2 separate regions of the Sus scrofa genome follow, and region 1 is linked to region 2. The links are chromatin contacts, called in public Hi-C maps. All regions are on one chromosome and are shown on one strand. The core of a region is the stretch at or near the end of the contact, and the rest is flanking DNA. Distances in the headings are between cores, read along the strand shown. Region 1 has its middle 180 kb from the start of MAP2K6. Region 2 has its middle 13 kb from the start of KCNJ16.

Evidence for each region. Hi-C and Micro-C count contacts between places; a contact is called where the count stands out from the background.
Region 1: a contact with region 2 is called in a Hi-C map of embryonic fibroblasts, with 2.4 times the contacts expected there. The contact joins two enhancer-like sites. A contact is called at or near these places in 1 of 47 Hi-C or Micro-C datasets (embryonic fibroblasts) and 1 of 2 datasets of contacts at active chromatin or transcription factors (skeletal muscle).

What each region holds. Positions count from the first base shown.
Region 1 is chr12:10,834,091-10,837,162 of Sscrofa11.1, reverse strand. No RefSeq gene overlaps it. Among named protein-coding and RNA genes, the nearest start is that of MAP2K6, 180 kb to the left of the region's middle. Within about 2 kb of position 1,587, at least 5 of the 83 cell types and tissues checked have an H3K27ac peak or open chromatin away from gene starts, as enhancers often do. A contact at or near this core is called in embryonic fibroblasts, where this site is marked.
Region 2 is chr12:10,549,896-10,552,893 of Sscrofa11.1, reverse strand. No RefSeq gene overlaps it. Among named protein-coding and RNA genes, the nearest start is that of KCNJ16, 13 kb to the right of the region's middle. Within about 2 kb of position 1,468, at least 5 of the 83 cell types and tissues checked have an H3K27ac peak or open chromatin away from gene starts, as enhancers often do. A contact at or near this core is called in embryonic fibroblasts, where this site is marked.

The DNA.
Region 1 (3,072 bases), core at 338-2,837, 280 kb before region 2:
TCACAGGGTAATTGCTCATGGGACTAGCATTGCCCAGTTGAAGTCTTAAGAAATACAGCTCGTTCTATTAATGGGCGTTGCGAAGGTGCTCTCCATTATTACAAACACATCTTTTCATTATATTTTACTGTCAGTGAATGCCGGTGTGAAACCCGCTGGCCTTCCTCATTTGAGAAGAACCCAAAACACACCACCACCTGAGATCTTTGTGTCCGTTATCATGTGTATTCCAAGGATGACAAACTCAATTCAAAGAAATTCCATGGGGTTTGCATTTGGCCTTTATCCTTACTTCTCTTATCAGCACGGAATGACTGCCTAGAACTTGAACTTGTTGCTAGACCCCAGTTGTCTTTTCTTTGTAACTCGAGTTTCTATTTTTAATCAAAGCTTTTGGAGGGGGAGTTCTCCCTCAGTCCACAGAATGATGGAGTTTTACCTGCCAAGGTTACATGCGTGAATTTGCATGGGTTTAAGCTGCTTTCTCATTGGAAGCAAGAGAGCTTTAAAGCTTATATGAGCTCTTTCAGTCTTCTTCAATTGCTAACCACTGGGAACTGTGGCAATTCTAGGTGTTTCTTTAAAGGTCTATGTCTACAGAGGCAGCAGGGCGTCTGTTTTATTAAGGTCTTACAGGAAGCGTTGAAAACCTTCCAATTTCTTTATTGTTATCATCGCCATAATCATCTTCATAATTTTCACCTTCTTCTTCATTATCATCATCAATACTGTCTGAAGAATCCCCTCATTGAACTAATGATTGGTAATCATATTATCCTGGCCTCCTAAACAAAATGAAAAAAAGCGCTTTCCAGAAAATCCAAGTAGCTTCTTTGCCCGCTTGCTCTGTTTCTCTCTGTGCTGATTTCATTTACATGTTCAAAATATCCATGGATTCAAAGGCAGATCCAGTCATGATTCCCGAACAGTTGGTTTCAACAGTCCAGACCCAGCCTGGTCCTTCATTCTGTGTCCCTCTGTTTCTCATATCTCGCTACTTTGCCATTACGAAGGCAGAAGGTCTTTGTTATCGTGCAAGAAGAGGGGAATCACAGCCTCCTGGCCGAGTTGACATCAGAAAGGTTAAGTACACTCTGAAATAGGGCGGAGTGCCTTGTGCCATTTCCCTAGACTTTCTGACATTTAAAAATCAGTTTTCCACTAGATCGAAGAAAGCATTCCCTGGAGGTGAGCTTAGCGAAGACTCTCTTCTTAGAGATGCTCCCTAATTCAGGGCATAATAACTAGAATTCAGGAGCTAGGTCTCTGTGCATGTTTGCTAACAGCTTGGCACACAAAGATTTGTCCAATGAAAGACAGGTAGGCTCGGACCAGTCAATGCCTTGAGAAGCCGTGTAAATCCTACTTCAAGTTCCACAGACTTAGAGACAGGTTTTTCCACCTGACAGCTCTTGGGAGCAGTTTGGCTGCTCCAACTTCTGTCCCAGTTTCCATCATTCGAAATCTGTGAGACTTAGATCCAGGCCTCCTGGAAGACTCATTTATCAAAGGAGCTGAATTTGTTGAGTTGAGGAGATGTTGAAGCTAGGTGGCGCTGGCTGCCACAGGCTGCAAGAGATGCTTTTCTACATGTCAGAACATGCCCTGTGTCCTAGGGACCCAGCTGTGAAACCTTTCCAAGGAGTCTGGTATGAGATGTGGGGAGCCTGATTTGAAACAAATGAGAAATAGAGAAATGGCCCAGCCTTGCTCTTTCCCTATGCAATGTTACCACTCCTGCACGTTAACCGTCCCTTCTGACTTAGAAAGAAGGCACTGAAAGCACAACGTGTATTTATTTACTTTCTAAATAGACTCCTCCTGGTCCTTTGCGATTCTGATACTCTGTTTGGTGCTTTTGGTTTTGCCATCAGCACTGACCAGGAGTTGCACAGGAAACCCAGGAGATCTGAAATAGTCATCGGAAGAGAACTTGGTTTGGGTCCCTTTTCCATTAATGCCTATTTTCCACCAGCCACATAACCTGTGCATGTGGAATATTCCCAATAGCACTGGCTTTCACAAGCTGTAGTGCCTGTCAGGAAATAAAACTGCTTTGGTGGAAAGACCAAAATTATAGCTGAGAACTCAGCAATGTCGAAGGAGCCTTCGGAGCCCGGTGGAATGGAAGAGAACAAAAAAAACGGGCCATGTCAGGGAGGCAGGTTTACCAAAAGGAGATTCTTTTCTCATTTTCTAGTCACATCAGCTGGCCGCATCATCTTCTACAGAGACACTTAGCACAGGAGATTTTAATCTTATAAATCCGGTAACATTTTCTGTCTTGTGAATATGTCTACAAAGTGTTTTATAGGTAGAAATATCAAATCACATTTAGATGTACATTTAAAAAGTTCCATTTCTTGGCAATAACACAGCCATGGTAAAATGACACAGTCATCAAGAATATGCTTTTTTGTTAATATTTCCAACTGTCAGGAAAGATACAGGGCATAGTGTCCATACTTTTGTAATTGGGAAGGTTTTTTTTTGCACAAGAAAAATCGGAGTGTGCTGTTGATTTTTCTTTCTTACTTTTTCTTTTTCTTTTCTTTTTTTTTTTTTCCCGGGACATATTGTCTGGTAAAATGCTTATCCTAATTAATCCCTGAGTGGAAACAGGCCTACAGGCTGGCAGAGGGGTCATAAGCTTTAATTTTTTTTTCATTGGTCTCAGAGCTGCTGGAATCTTTATACCAAAGCAAGTAGCTTTGGCTCAGGTTAATATTTCTACTTCTGCTCAGGGCCCCCCCCCACCCACGCCCCCCTCCGCAAAAGGGAGCCCATTGAAGAGAATTTCTTTGCCTGAAAAAGTACACAATTTCCCTTGACCTGTCTTTCATCATCACCTCTCCCCCACTGAACTCATGCATCTATTCGTAAACTCTTGTTTTAACCCATGGTAGGGAGAAATAAGCGTTCCTAGCGTGTTAGGGACGGAGGACTTCGTGCAAAAGGAAAGGGGTTGAGAATTTCAGCTTTGCTCCTGCTGTGGAAATGGACTTCAGCCTTATCTAGATAGAAAGGGTCGCAGTAAACTCAGAGGAGAAAATAGGCTCAAAAACGGTGGAC
Region 2 (2,998 bases), core at 219-2,718:
GGACAAGTTCCTTCCATTTTACACTTTTACCTTATTATAGGTTGTCATGTCTTTTTCTGTTCAGGAACAGATGGGGAAAGAGAGCATGGATCACTTGTAGGATTTTGTTATGAACTGAGCTGGAAGTGAACATCATTTTTGCCCATCTTCTATTGTTCAGAATTGGCATATGGCTACATGTAATTGCAAAGGGTGATAAGATATGTATTCTTGTGGTGTGTTTCCAGTGGGAAAAGGTAATGGGTTTTGGTGCATATGTGCAGTCTCTGTCACACAGAGGACACGGAATTGAGTGTATTTGGCGCTTTGTTATACAGTGTTGTTTAGGCCCTATGAACTGTTGTTGATAGTTATGGAATATTTAGCAGCTACAGCATAATATGGATAGCTTAATATTGATATGAAAATTATCTTAGAATCTTGAAGTTCTCAAAGCATCCTAGATCAGAAGTCATTTATATACAGGGGTATTATTGACATATTATTATATGTTTCATTGATAGACTTTTATGACACCTGGTAATCAGGCATTGTGTTAAGTGCTAGGCTAATGGAGATCAACAGGATATATTCTTATCATCAAAAAGCTCTCAGTGTTCCAGAGGAGGCAAACATGTACACATGTAACTAAAATACAATCCTTTTATTCTATAATAAAACTCTATATGTTTGGGATTAACATATACACACTCCTATATATAAAATAAATAATAAGAACCTATAGGACTCCTATATATAAAATAGATAAATAATAGGACCGGGAAGAATATTTAACATCTTTTAATAACCTATAATGGAAATGAATCTAAAAAAGAATATATCTGTATTTGTCTGTTCCACATATGGAATATATTTATGGAACTGAAACACTTTGCTCTACACCCAATACAAACACAACATTGTAAATAAACTATATTTCAATGAAAAAAATGGTTTAAAAACTATATATATGCTATATAAGCATAAAAAGGCGAGTTATTATGTCAGTCTTATAGAAAAGTAAACAGGACTGGTGATGGAGAAGTCAGCAATAAAGAATGGAGTCCTGTTTTTGTTTTTTGCTTTGCTATGTAAATGTATTATCTTATTAAATAAGAAATATTATGAGTAGGGGGTTATCAAAATACTAAACATGCCAAACTGAAGAAGTAAAAACAAAACGTATTTTAAAAGGTCAGTGGTTTTTCTAGTTCAATGTTTTAGGAAAGAGATCTTGAAATCTTAAAATCTAGAATGTTCAAACTAAGAAAATCAGCAAATCCGTTTTCCCCCTTTTTGTGGTTTCCATTGTTGACATTGAAGAGGAACTGGAATGAATAAGTTAATGGTCAAAAGTTTGTTTTTGAGATGCCTCCAGTGTGGCGCTTGGGCAACCTCCCATGATGCTAGGTCCCCATTGGGTCTGACGAAGGCAGACATTCATAAGCCTCTCACCGCCAGTGCTTGGAACCCTGCCACCTCATGCGAATAGACAACCACAAGTATTTCATTCCGAATATCAGTACCAGAAGCTAGAAGCATGGAATGCTCACAGTATGCTTTGAACCTCATAATTGTTCCTTGTAATAATAAATTTTTACATTTGAACCTGTGAGTTATCAAGGAAAAAGAAACACAAAGCCACTTTGGTTAAAGGATAGACTTAAAATAACAGGAATTTTGGAGATGGAAAAATACCTCTTTTCTTTGTTGGCCCAAGGATTTATGTTTGGGGAAAAAATGATTCAGAGGTTGATGGCCTTTCTTGGACATTAACAAACTGTAGAACAGTTTGCGTCCCTGACAAAGGATGGTGTGTAAATTCTAATAGGGAGAGGCTGTGACAGAGGAAAAAAAAAGAGCAAAGTCCGGCAGCTCGATGTTTATAAAAAGAGAAACTCTTTGGATTTTTTTTGTAAGGAAAATTTATTATGAAATTATCTTAGCCTTTACTAGAGAGTGAGAACATTTGTTGTCTTTAAACTAGAATACGAATATTTCTGAACGTGATATATCCATACAAACAACAGTTTTTTTCCCAGCCAACTTGTTATACTCAACTCATGCTTATCAGATTCTGACCCTTATACAAATGAATTCCAGATGGGAGAAACAGTCAAACATTTAAACATTAGAAGTCCCGTGACAAAAGAATAAAGAAAAAGTAGACATTCCTCCCCACCCCCAAATTTCTGAAGAGGAGAAATGTGAATGGAAAACATTGACAGTTGGACTTCTGATACGTTTTCAAAATTTTATATGTAAAAAATCAATGGTATTGTAAGGCAAACTAGAGATTACCACAATGGTTGTATCAAACAGGGGAAGGAATTTTTCTCTCTTTTTAATGCCAAATGCAAATTTATAACAAAATAATTAACTATTAGATATATTGTCCAGTGTTGTAGCTGACTTACAAGTGAGCAAATACAAATAATAGACATGCAAATGAGAATGTTTACTTATGTTAACTGTAAAAACACTATCATTAAATTGAGGTCACATTTCACTTATTAAATTACAATAAACATCAGAGGAGAATTTTTAAAGCTAGCAAAAACATCATGGACTGACTTTCCTGCATCACTGAGGGCATTGTAAATTGGTAAAAATGTTTTGGAATTTAACTTGAAATTTTCTGTATTTGTTGATTGAATGAGCTGGGTTCAGAGGTATGAAACTGTAAAATAATTACATTTTTCTTCCACAGTACCCTGTTAAAGTTTTGTGTTGAATCTTCCTTCTTTGCCTTTGGATAGAAACCTCTGGTAAATTAATTCTCAAGTAAGCGGAAGTCCAGTTTGAGGAGTTCCCCGGTGGCCTAGTGTTTAAGAATCCTGCATTGTCACTGCTGTTGTGTGGGTTTGATCCCTGACCCAGGAACTTCCTCATGCTGCAGACAAGGCCAAGAAAAAAAAAGTCCAGTTCGAGATTTAGAAACAAACCAAAAACAAATCCTTCATTATATAATCCTGTTTCAAGCTTCGTCACTAAACTCCTTCTGACTTGGAGCTTGGAA